4 separate regions of the Sus scrofa genome follow, and all the other regions are linked to region 1. The links are chromatin contacts, called in public HiChIP or PLAC-seq maps. All regions are on one chromosome and are shown on one strand. Each heading gives the region's core, a stretch centred on a gene start, on an enhancer-like site or on the middle of the called end of the contact. The rest is flanking DNA. Distances are from core to core; before and after follow the strand shown. Region 1 holds the start of SAMD4A (protein Smaug homolog 1). Region 2 overlaps SAMD4A (protein Smaug homolog 1). Region 3 overlaps SAMD4A (protein Smaug homolog 1). Region 4 holds the start of CNIH1 (cornichon homolog (Drosophila)).

The links. HiChIP or PLAC-seq counts read pairs in DNA pulled down with a chosen protein or histone mark.
Region 2: an H3K27ac HiChIP or PLAC-seq map of skeletal muscle shows a contact between it and region 1. The contact joins the enhancer-like site here to the promoter of SAMD4A in region 1. A contact is called at or near these places in 2 of 5 promoter capture datasets (liver and skeletal muscle), 13 of 47 Hi-C or Micro-C datasets (alveolar macrophages, brain, embryonic fibroblasts and 6 more) and 2 of 2 datasets of contacts at active chromatin or transcription factors (alveolar macrophages and skeletal muscle).
Region 3: an H3K27ac HiChIP or PLAC-seq map of skeletal muscle shows a contact between it and region 1. The contact joins the enhancer-like site here to the promoter of SAMD4A in region 1. A contact is called at or near these places in 14 of 47 Hi-C or Micro-C datasets (alveolar macrophages, brain, embryonic fibroblasts and 8 more) and 2 of 2 datasets of contacts at active chromatin or transcription factors (alveolar macrophages and skeletal muscle).
Region 4: a contact with region 1 is called in an H3K27ac HiChIP or PLAC-seq map of skeletal muscle. The contact joins the promoter of CNIH1 here to the promoter of SAMD4A in region 1. A contact is called at or near these places in 1 of 47 Hi-C or Micro-C datasets (embryonic fibroblasts) and 1 of 2 datasets of contacts at active chromatin or transcription factors (skeletal muscle).

Annotation. Positions count from the first base shown.
Region 1 is chr1:183,913,881-183,916,703 of Sscrofa11.1, reverse strand. It overlaps SAMD4A (protein Smaug homolog 1), which reads right to left and starts at 1,367. Exons shown (of 13, transcript XM_021102232.1): 1 at 1,004-1,367.
Region 2 is chr1:184,031,095-184,033,917 of Sscrofa11.1, reverse strand. The region is part of intron 2 of SAMD4A (protein Smaug homolog 1); the gene reads right to left. Among named protein-coding and RNA genes, the nearest start is that of SAMD4A, 120 kb to the right of the region's middle. Within about 2 kb of position 1,362, at least 29 of the 83 cell types and tissues checked have an H3K27ac peak or open chromatin away from gene starts, as enhancers often do. A contact at or near this core is called in mesenteric adipose tissue, omental adipose tissue and skeletal muscle, where this site is marked.
Region 3 is chr1:184,002,325-184,005,147 of Sscrofa11.1, reverse strand. The region is part of intron 2 of SAMD4A (protein Smaug homolog 1); the gene reads right to left. Among named protein-coding and RNA genes, the nearest start is that of SAMD4A, 88 kb to the right of the region's middle. Within about 2 kb of position 1,482, at least 40 of the 83 cell types and tissues checked have an H3K27ac peak or open chromatin away from gene starts, as enhancers often do. A contact at or near this core is called in embryonic fibroblasts, fetal skeletal muscle, liver and 4 more, where this site is marked.
Region 4 is chr1:183,827,751-183,830,573 of Sscrofa11.1, reverse strand. It overlaps CNIH1 (cornichon homolog (Drosophila)), which reads left to right and starts at 1,468. Exons shown (of 5, transcript NM_001243525.1): 1 at 1,468-1,583. The coding sequence starts at 1,503.

The sequences.
Region 1 (2,823 bases), core at 118-2,617:
TGCTCCCCACACACCCCACCCGGAGTGGCCTTGGGGGCTGTGCTTGCGAAAGCCCGCACCAGCAACAGATCTTCCTCGAGCAGAAAACTTGCAATGCGGCTGCGAAGGGGCGCGGGGGTGGGGGTGGGAGCTAATGCAAAGCAGAGGCTGAAGCAGCAGCAGCCAGAGTTCCTTCCTCCTCCTCCTCCTCCTCCTCCTCTTATTCCCCCTCCCCCCCTCCCCTTCGCCACCACCTCCTCCTCCTCCCGGAGAAGCAGCCGAACGGCTGCAGCTCCATCTACAGCAACAGCCAGCATCTCCACCGCCAGGCGCCCCTCTGGATTTAGGCCGTGAGCGGCCGCGGCAGCAGCTCAAGACAAAAATAAACTCTCCCCACCCAAAGCTCCGAGCCCAGCGGGCGGAGGCTCAGCCGGAGCCCCGGCTCCCCCGCGCCGTGCCGCTCCAGCCCACCCGGGATGTCTCCGAGGGCCTACTTCGCCCTGAACGATCAAATGAGTGCGTGCGTGTGCGTCTGTGTGTATGTGAGTATGTACGTGTGTGTGTGCTGTAGGCATCCTGCCCCCGCTGCCGCCGCCTACGGGCGGGTCTGTCCGGCCCAATGCCTCGCCCGCGCGTCCCAGGCCGAAGGCGGCACAGACACGAGCGCATGCCGAGCGCGGGTCTGCCGGAGCCCACAGCACTGCCTCCCCTGGTGGGCAGGGTGGCTCGGCAGGGACTGCGGCTCCACGACGCTGGCACACGCCCCCAAACGACTGACAAGAAGAAAAGTTCGGTTTCGAGGGCTCCCCCAGTCCTAAACCAGTCCGGGTGGCCGCCGGGGGTGGCGGCGGCGGCGGCGGCGAAGAGGGACTAGCAACTCAGCCAACCCTTGAGGGGCGGCTCACTCCCAGCATCCGGTTTCCCCGCTCCCAGAACTTCCCGAGCGGAGGGGGCACGTCCCCCGGGAAAAGGACCTAGGGCCCCGCGGGTCCCCTCCCTGGGGCAAATGAGAGAGGGCGCTCACCTCGGAGCGGTTCATCTCGGCGGCTCGGGGCCCCAAGCGCGGGTCCGGGACCGCGGCAACTCTCAGCGAGGTTGGGGACGCCCGAAGCGCGGGCTGCGGGCCATGCCGTCGGAGCGGGCGGCGCTGAGAGAGCGCAGCGCTGCGGGTCCCAGCCGCCGCTCCTGCTGTCTCCAGTGTCGGCTGGCGGAGGACTGAGCCGCCGGAGCCGGAGCTCCCCACATGCTACTGATTAACATACACCATTACATCATGGGCTTGGCAGGGAGCGCCCGAGCGGGGGGAGAGGAACCCGGGCGGCGGCGGCTGCACACTGGGGGAGTCGGGGGAGGATCCCCGGACCCGGCCGGCGGCGAGGGTGGGGGGCGGATTCCTTAGCGGGGACCAGAAAAGGGGAGGGGATCGAAGAGGGAGGAGCCGGATGGCGCAGTGGGGTAGGGTTGGAGGAACAGCGGGGGGAGGGAAGAAGTTTGGAGAAGGGGAGGGGTCCAAGTGAATTCCTCCCCTCGACCGCCCGCGAGTTCTGGAGGGGTTGGGGCGCTGGAGCAGCTGGAGAGCAGGCGGAAGGGGACTTGGAGGGCGCTGCAGCGGAGTCGGTGCTGCCACAGGCTGCTCGTCCTTGGGAATGTGGTTCGCCGACTCGGGTGACCCCTTGCCCTTACTGGGGCCCGGGAGTGGCAGGGTCCTGGGGTCACCAGCGCTAGGGGCGTGGAAGGGTTCCGGGGTTCGCGGACCCGAAGAGCGGAGGAGGCGGAGGGGCGGTATGCAACGCTGGACGTGCCTAGGCACCGGGCTCCGTGCGGCCCGTGTCCCAGGAGCGCGAAAAGTGCCGGGAAGCTCACCCCTCTCCTGGGTCGGGCCTTGGATGCCCTTTGCTCCTGCGCCGCTCTCCCCTGGGGAAGCCGCCAGACTTCTGGGGCCAGCCGGCGAGCTACGTCTGGCGCGCGGGCTGCAGCTGCGGACCTTGAGCGGAGACGAGCGCCTCCCCGGGCGGCAAGGAGGCAGACGAGGCCACCTGTCAGCGCGTCTGAGTCACCGGGCTGGGCAGCCTTTACCTGGACCTGCTGAGTGCGCGAGGCCGAGGCCCGGCAGGGGCTTCTTAGGTCCTGGCCGCGCAGAAAAGGAGGGGGATGGGGATGGGGCTGCGGAGCCGAAGCCAGACGGCACAGAGAGAGCTGGGAAAGCGCCCTCCGGTAATAGAGGATGGGTCAAAAATACACTAACACCTGAAAATCGCTTTGTCTTCTAACTTTAATTGATTATTCACAGGTAGACTTGATAACCAAATCCTTGCTATCCGTATTTTCGAGCATTTCTCCAGCACCTTGAGGTTTTGTTTATGAGTACTGAGAAATTAGTGAAACGCATGCCTCAAACCTGGCCCTCCCTGCTCTTGTTAATATAGTATTTTTTTTTTAATTATTGGAGTATACTTGACTTAAAAGTTGTTAATTTCAGGCATAGAGCAAAGTAAATCACACATATACATTTATATGTATTTATATACATATATATCCATTCCTTTTTGCTAATACGGATTTTTTTTTAAGATAAAGTATCTGAGATATTCTACTGATTAACACTTCCTTCTTTAACTCCAGCATATGTCCCTAGATTTTCAATCCTTCCTTCCTTCCTCAAACCTAGTTTTTGCACCGTTTAGTTCCTGTCAGACATGTAACAGTGCCTAACCATCTGTCGGGGGTATTGAAAGGAATTGTGGAGTTGCAAAAATTTAGGTGTCACCATTAAGATAGGGTGTGTGAATAATTTTCTTTGGCTAATTATTAACCAGCCAGTAAAGGTATCTTCATAATTCAATG
Region 2 (2,823 bases), core at 113-2,612, 120 kb before region 1:
ATTATTGAGTGTCCAGCTGGGTATTGTGATGTCAGAGGCATCACCCACAGTGGACGATGCCTGAGGAGACTAGCAGCCCTGCCCTCTTTGGGGACACGTGGCCCTGATTTGAGCTCCCATGTGTGACGTGACGCTCCCTCTAGATAGAGGGATAACATCTGATAGCATCTCACATTCCCCACATCCCCGGAAGCCCTCCCCCACCTTCAGGCCAATATGGGACTTCAGACAAATTGAGGCACAGAGAAACTCACCCAGGGTCAGGCAGCAATACCCTGGTATGGCCATGAACAGTGCCAGAGCTTCCTGACCACTCGTCCACACCAGGCCAGGGGACCAGGCTGCCTTTTATAGAAAGTTTCCACACACCTTCTATTCCTAACCTTGATCACAAGCATCGCCGGTCCGCATGCCTCAGAAGCACCAGCAGACTGTGTCACAGCCTTCGTAACGTGCCCCATTTAGGACCATGAGCACAACTTGTTTTGCCCTGGACGCGGAATTCTTGCTAATGCTTCCTGGGCTGCATTTTTGCCTTTATTTTAAGCACAGTTAATGAATTAGGGCTTTATGTGTCAAGAAAGCCGAACCTGTTTCTCTAAGAAAAATCAGCAGCTTACCACACACGACTCTTCCTGGTTATCCCTAAGACAATGACAATGTCAGGAATCTGTAGTTTGGGAGTAGGACACATACTCTGTTCCTAACAGCTCATCGTTGGCAGGACCCAACATTTTGGTTTTTATCTTGCCAGTACTAAGAAAAGGAAAGATAATCTAATAAATAGAGATCATACATACATAGACACGTGCATGGGGGTGTGTGCGTGTGTGTGTGTGTGTACCCATGCATATGTATTTTAAAAGTTATCAGAATGTCTTGACCTTGAGATCTAAAACGGGGAGAGCCTTTGGAAGAAGAAACGGAAGCAAGCCCCTCAGAATAAGATCTGCATGTGAAGGTGAAGAACAGATACGTAACCTTCAGCACATGGCTCGTTCTGCTAACCACTGAACAGTTTCCAGCACCTAAATAAAGCCCCGGAAAGCACTCATATTGGAAGAACTAGCTCATTTGTAAAACAGAGGATGGGCCAAGGGAGCGCTCACCAGCCAATAAGGTGACTTGGTTTCTCAACATGACAGAAGTGCATTTCAACCATGTAGTAAATAAAATAAAACTTCATTGTAAAAGAGCCTCAACTGTCCCCCATGTGATCTGCCTTTGCTGCCTCCTCATGTGACCGGCCTCCCAATTTAGAGCGTAACCAACTCCCAATGACCTGTAATAACACCATTCCCAAATTAGAGCTCTCAATTTGACTTGGCCTCCGTCCCTCCCTCAAAGCAAAATAAAGCATCCGTTTTCTTTTTTTCACATTCATAATACTCTCCTTTTTGAGTTGCCAACTCAAACCCTGCTCTAGTCAGATGGAGCCCTTCCTCTATTTTTTTTTCTGGTCAGCCAAAGAGCCTGATGGAAAAACACCAAGAGACAAAAACAAAAACAAAATCAGATGAAAATTCCAAGTAAGTGACATTCAGCTGGAAAAGCTATGATTCACATGCAAATAAAAATCTCCCTGAATTCACTGTTATATGACGCAAGCTCCTGGCTTCAACATAAAAAGGGCAGGATGAAATCACCCACAATTAAACTCACCCTGGAATACTGGAATTCTCTGGCTAGGCCTCCCCAATTAATGATAAGAAAACCCCCAACTGTAACGGAATGAAGCTAATTGTGTTGGATCCCAAGGCAGCGGTACCTCAGCTGACATTCACTGATGGACGGTCCCCATGCCAGCATTCCCCCCTCCCCGCCCCCTCCCCTGTTCCCTCAGCCCTGACCTGGACTAGCGTAGCCTACAGGGACCCGGGGCTCCGGTCTCTCAGGGGCTGCCCTCCTGACCAGGCAGACATAAGGGGACTGGGCTGAGAATCCTGGCTCTCATCCCCCACCCCCATCCCAAGATGCTAGTGTGCAAGAAAGCTTCCTTGGGACCGCCAGGGAGCTCTCCCCAAGACTAAACAGAGCCTTTGTTGGAGCTTCCCAGCCTCATCAGCCTCTAATCTCAAGTAAGTGAGTGACATTTAGCTGGAAAAGCTTCCCGGCCTCATCAGCCTCTGATCCCCAGATAATTGAGCAAGTCACCTGTCCTCACTGGTAGGTCATTTACCACTTCACTTCCCCTTTTTCACCTGGGGAGAATTGGTCAGACACCACTTTCTTTTTCTCCAGATGGTTCCCTTCGGATGCACACTCCATCTGCCTGAGAATCACAGAATTCTGGAGACAGAAGTGCCTTCAGAGACTGTCTGCCCCCCCTCCTTTACTAGGTGGGGGGCTCCCACCATTTGATTCCTCCCTGATGGTCTTCTGGGCTGAGCTACCCTCTAGCCACGGGGAGCCCACTTCCGCCATCAAAGAGAGCTGAAATTCCTGAAGCCATAATCCGCCTCTCTGCAACGTCTTCCCATTCAACAAAGGTCATTTTTTTCTGAAACTACTAAGACTAACTCTACAGGTACCTGTACACGCACGTTCATAGCAGCATTATTCACAATAACCAAAAGCAACCCCCAGATCCATCAACAGAGATGGAGCACATCCATCCAGAGGAATATCATTTAGCTTTTAAAAGGAGTTAAATTCCGACACATGCTACAACATGGATGAATCCTGAAAACATGCCAAGTGAAAGCAGCCTGATACAAAAGACAAATATTGTATGATGCCACTTATATGTGGTACCTAGACTAGGCAAATTCATAGAGATAGAAAGCAGAATAGTTGTTACCAGGAGTTCAAGGGAGGGAGATG
Region 3 (2,823 bases), core at 233-2,732, 88 kb before region 1:
TGTCTTTTATGAATAGAGTGTAATACTATATGACGATTTTACTATGACTGTTTTTAATATCCTAAACTCCCAGGATAAAAGCTAACAACCCTATATTGAGCCTCCTGGGTTTAAAAAAAGAAAAATGTTAGATCATAAAATACCAAAGCAAGCAGAGGGTCACTGGCCTGGGGGCTGAAATCCTGGGTTTTGCTTGACCTCAACCACAGAGAAAATTTAGAAAAGCGACCATGCAAGTGGCTGGAATGTCCCCTGCGCTGCCGATGTCTTCCTTGCTAAGCTCCCATCTGACCGCCAGTTACTCCTTTGGTCCCCAGGGGCGGCTACTGGTAGGAATTCCCTGTCCTTCCTGGCCAAGCTGACGTGCCGGGCAGAGTTCAGGACACAGCTTCAAATGTGGTTTCCTGATTAGCCGAGAGATTCCAGCTAGGCAGGAAGGAGTTCAAGCCTGGATATTATATGTCACCATCATCTACCGGTTCTTAGGAATGAATACGTCCACAGAAATGACCTGGAGCAAAAGAGCATTCCTGAGATAAGTCCCCAACAACTCAGCAAGAGGCTCCTGTCTCTGCACTTCATCTTCTGGGGCTCCTTTTGACAAGAACATGACACATTTAAGACTCAGTTACCCTAAAAGAGCATTTCAACCAAATAATATTTAGGAAGGTTAATGGTGATGGAGAGAAATAAGTGTAACAGGAACCAGACCAAACATCTAGATGACTTCCTGGCTAAGAAAGAGGGTGATGGGCAGAGACCGCCCCCCAACACAGGAGTCGGGAAATGGGGTGGTTGACTTGGTTCTGCCACTAAACTGCCTTAGGATCTTAGGGGGAATCCCCCCTCAGGTCTTCTACCTCCTCGGCTGCAAAAGAGGGTGGCAGGTCAGTCTAAGTCCTAAAACTCCCCGATTCTGTTCATTGCCTGAAAAAAAGACCGAAGTTTCTTCATGGGTCATGAAGGAGTGTGAAAGACGACACAGGAAAAAACCCTGGAAGGTAAAGGGGGTCTCAAGGCCCTGAACAGACACTTATGAAAGATGAGCCCCCAAAATGGAGCCCCAGGAACCCCTCCAGAGAGGGTCCCCCCGGGGAGTTTCCAGCCAGAGCAGAGAAATGAAGAAGGGGCCCTGCTTGCCGAGAGCAGGAAGAAAACAGGAGGGAAAGAAACAGAAAGGGCAAGGCCTAAAATAAGGGGGGGTCCTGTGAGTGTCAAAGGGCATGTGAGGGAGGCACGAGTGAGTACAGCTCTGTAAGAGGGGGGACAGCAGCACATGGGGAGAAGCAGAGAGGAAAGAAGAGAACACTGGAAAGAGGGAAGGACGGAAGAGCAGAGAGAGAGCAAAGAAAGGAGGAAAGAAGGGAAAAAAAAAAAAAAAGACCTCTGCCTCTCATTTTGAAGAGAACAGCATTTCTTAACTCTCCCACCATCCCTTGGCCAAAAAAAGTCACCAGATGTGAGGTCCCATGGCACGTTGCCAAATTAAACAGACACAAGCCGCACCCTTAAAGAGAACAAGACAGTGCCGTTTTCTACAATTCCGTGAACACAGAGGCAGCCCATCGTACGCAGACATGGAAGAAAAAAAGAAAAAAAAACTCCACAAAAAGCCTGTATCCATTAAAAAAAAAAAAAAAAAAAAAGATTCTGGGCTAAGCTATCCAGAAATAGAACATTGTGATCACCAAATAAAAACTAGGTCAATAAGATAATGGACATGATTTAAATGAAAATCACAGTATTTGCAATGGGCTAAAAATGGTATCAATATTACTGCAGAGAAGGAATATAATTAAATGTATTTTTAAACAGCAGCTCCCCACCCCAGCCCTACAATCCCAGCCCGGCCACCAGTATTCCTGCACCTCATCGCAGAGGAATGTGCTGGCAGGCTGCAAGTTGGTCTGAAGAATGCAGAGTTTCCTACAACTTTAGAAGATCCCAAATGACACTGGTGAGCTACATTCTTTCACTCGTAGATCACTGGGATTCATCTCTAAAGCAAAGAAAGGGAAAGGTTAGCAATCTAACCATTTCCTTCTTTTACCATTTTCACGCTATGGCCGGGAGCCATGCAATGCAGGCACGACTGCCACATTCTCTTGGGCCTACTGAAACCGGGAGGATTCCAGACCATCATCTCAGCTGGTCATAGATCCTAGCAGGTTTAGCACAGCCGGGGAATTAAGAGAAAGGGGAGAAGTGCGAATTTCTGGTTTGCTTTCTCCAATTTGTGGTGTGACCTCATGGAGAAGCGGTAACTGCTGAGTGTAATTTATCTTCTAAACCCTCATGTGGAAGAGGGAGGCAAAGAGGAACAAGATGGATTAGCCGTAAGGAATGAGGTTCTGGATGGTGAAGACAGTTGCTACAGTGAGTGCACAAAAGTGCCTTGGCATTTCCTTGGATGTCGATCTAGCAGCCAAAGCCTAAGACTGTTTAAGAGGACATAATCATTGGCTCCTCCAAATTTGGGATGTCTTCAACAATCCGATAAAGATGCTTATATTATGCTTTAGGGAGTTCCTGTTATGGCTCAGTGGGTTACAAACTCGACTAGTATCCATAAAGATGAGGGTTTCATCCCTTGCCCCGCTCGAGGGGTTAAGGATCTGGCGTTGCCATGAGCTGTGGTATAGGTTGCAGATGGGGCCCAGGTCTGGCACTGCTGTGGCTGTGGTGTAGGCTGGCTTCTGCAGTTCTGATTCAACCCCTAACCTGGGAACTTCCAGGTGCCACAGGTATGGCCCTAAAAAGCATATATATGTGTATATATATATATATATATATATATATATATATATATAGCGCCACTTTAGA
Region 4 (2,823 bases), core at 219-2,718, 86 kb after region 1:
GGAGCAGCCCAGGAAATAGCAGAAAGACTAAAAAAAAAAAAAAAAAAAAAAAAAAAAAAGGAAAATTTCCACTATTGCAGAAAGTTCTGTTGGACAGTCCTGGAAAGACTCTGCTTCTAAACCATTTTCTACACAATTTGCTGGTGTGAGAGATCTTTAATGCAAAGCCATTAAAGATCTTGCTTAAAAACCTTCACTGATTTCCGCTTCCATCAGCTACAATCATTTAGCAGGTGGTGAGTCAATTTTGTGGGTCACAAAGAACATTAAAAACAACACAGCAAAAAAGGATGGGGGGCAAGTACTCATGGATCCTTAGCATTGTTTTGTGAAAAAAAAAATTTTTTTTTTCATCTTTTTAGTGTCGCCCCCTAGGCATATGGAAGTTCCCAGGTTAGGGGTCGAATTGGAGCTGCAGCTGTCGGCCCACACCACAGTCACGGCAATGCAGGATCCAAGCGACATCAGCTCACGGTAACGATGGATCCTGCCAGGGATCCAGCCTGCATCCTCATGGATACTAGTCAGGTTCTTAACACACTGAGCCACAATGGGAACTCCTGTCTTGTGAAATTTTTGATTGTTAAATATCTATTTCTTTGTCTTGATATCCAGATGCCCATCTCTCTATAATTCAATGTGTAGGTCATGTTCTGCTGTGTTGCAATGAAAAAGTCTAATTGCGAATGGTGAGTAAAACAGATTGAAAAACATGGGCTTATGGGATATGAAGTCTGAGCTCCTTAACCAGGCATTTAAGCAAAGCCCTCTATGATCTAAACCTTTGATGACTCCTGGAGTCTAACACTCCACACTGCCTTGGCGGTTTCACCTAAGACCTGAACTTTTTTCTTCTTCATCTCTGTGCATATGCTCATATTAAACCTTCTTCTTGGACAGCTGATCCTACCTATCTTTGCCTGGACAACTTCTGCTCAGCTTGGGAAATTTCTACTTCATGGATCTTTCCCTGAACATTCCAGGGTGGGCTGGGTAGCCTTTTCAAACCTTTCATAACATGCTGCCGACTTCCGTTAACAGGGTTATAATTCTGTAATGACTTATTATTTATGTATTAATTTCTGGCACTATGCTAACTTCTTTCAGTGCAAGTATTATTTTACTCATCTTTGTATCTCAGAGAAGGACAGTACCTGGGAAATATTAGGCACTCTTGTGAAGAAATACTTGTTCAAAGAATAAACGAGCGAAGTAGTCCAAAGAAATCAACTCGCTATATTTTAATCTTTTAGGGTTGGGGTTAGGGTTAGGGTTAGGTGGACCCTGTCTAACACTGTGCAAGGCCGACTCCGGCCATCGGAGGGCGCCTTCCTCCGAAGCTGGTGCGCAAGCGCACTAGGAGGGCGGGCGCCGCGGCGGTGGCGGCGGCAGCGGCGGCGGCGGTGAGGGCTGTGGCCGCGGGAAGTGAATGGTTTTACCCAGAGGGCCCTGCGCCGCTTTTCTCCGCTGGCGCCGGCGCTGCTCCCTGCTCCTCCCCGGCCATGGCGTTCACGTTCGCGGCCTTCTGTTACATGCTGGCGCTGCTGCTTACTGCAGCGCTCATCTTCTTCGCCATTTGGCACGTGAGTAGCCAGTGCCGGGGGAAGGGGGCGGGGTGGCGGCGCAGGCTCTTCTCGCTCCGGGCCCGTGGTCGGGGCGGCCACGGCCCCCGGAGGTCCGCACGGCTGGGGATGGGGCCAGGCCGGGGCGGTACAGGCCGCGCGCGCAGGGGTCTGCGCGCCCTCCGTCCGCGGGCCGGGGGCTCCAGGTCCAGGAGGAGCCGAGGCCTCTGTTGTTTGGCTGGCTGCCTGCGCCCTCTGTGTCCCAGCGCAGGCCTCGCGCGCCGTTACTCCTTCCCCGCCGGGTGGGGCAGCCGCGGTCCCTACGGGCCCTGCGGGACAGTGCTTTGCTGGCCGGCTCGGCATCCCTGCTTTCCCACATCTCTCGGGAGAATGTCAAGAGCGCGGAGAGGCGTGCTACGTATTTAGAGGGGATGAAGCTTGCCGAATTATTGTTATTTAATGCCGGTTGCCTTTGTTTTCGGGAATTCACGGGAGTATGGCCCAAGTGAGATACTTACAACCCACTTTAGATAAATTTCGAACTCTCCTTGTCAGCACTTGGGTGCTCTTCCAGCAAAACATCCCCTCTCTCCGCCCCCAGATTCTTGTTTCCTGGTGAACTTGGATGGAGGTTGAATTGATCACTTTGTTCTCTGCATCACCGAACTTTCCCCCTAAATCATACTTTGACAGTTTCTCGAAAGACCTTTTTCCTAGCCACTTCTGTATTCGGAGTAACTTGATTTAGTAGAGGTAGTTTTAATTTGATTTTGAAAACGTTCAGAAACCGTAAGCTTCTCTAGGACTTTTGTTTTATTTATTTTTTAAACTCACGTTATGTTGCAGGACAGAAATGCAACCTTACTGGGAACAAGTAAATTCCCTGTGAAATAGTTCTACAATAAATGTTTAAGGGATCCTGTTTCTCTAACGCAAAGTTAGAAGTAACCTTTTGGAAATCATTCATTAAAAAATGTATCTTACGGGGGAAAAATATAATTGTAATGTATACATGTAAGGATAACCTGACCCCCTTGCTGTACAGTGGGAAAAAAAAAATGTATCTTACATTTGTTCTGCCCTCCATATTCTACTACTTTCTGGAATATTGGTCTTAATTTGAATGATTGAGCATGTTCACGCTCATGAACATTTTAAGTCAGGTTTCATCATGCCCATAACAAGGATTTGTTAATGGAACATAGGCAGAGTGATTTAAATGACAGCAGCATCTTGTGCAAAAAAAAACACTCAAATCCAT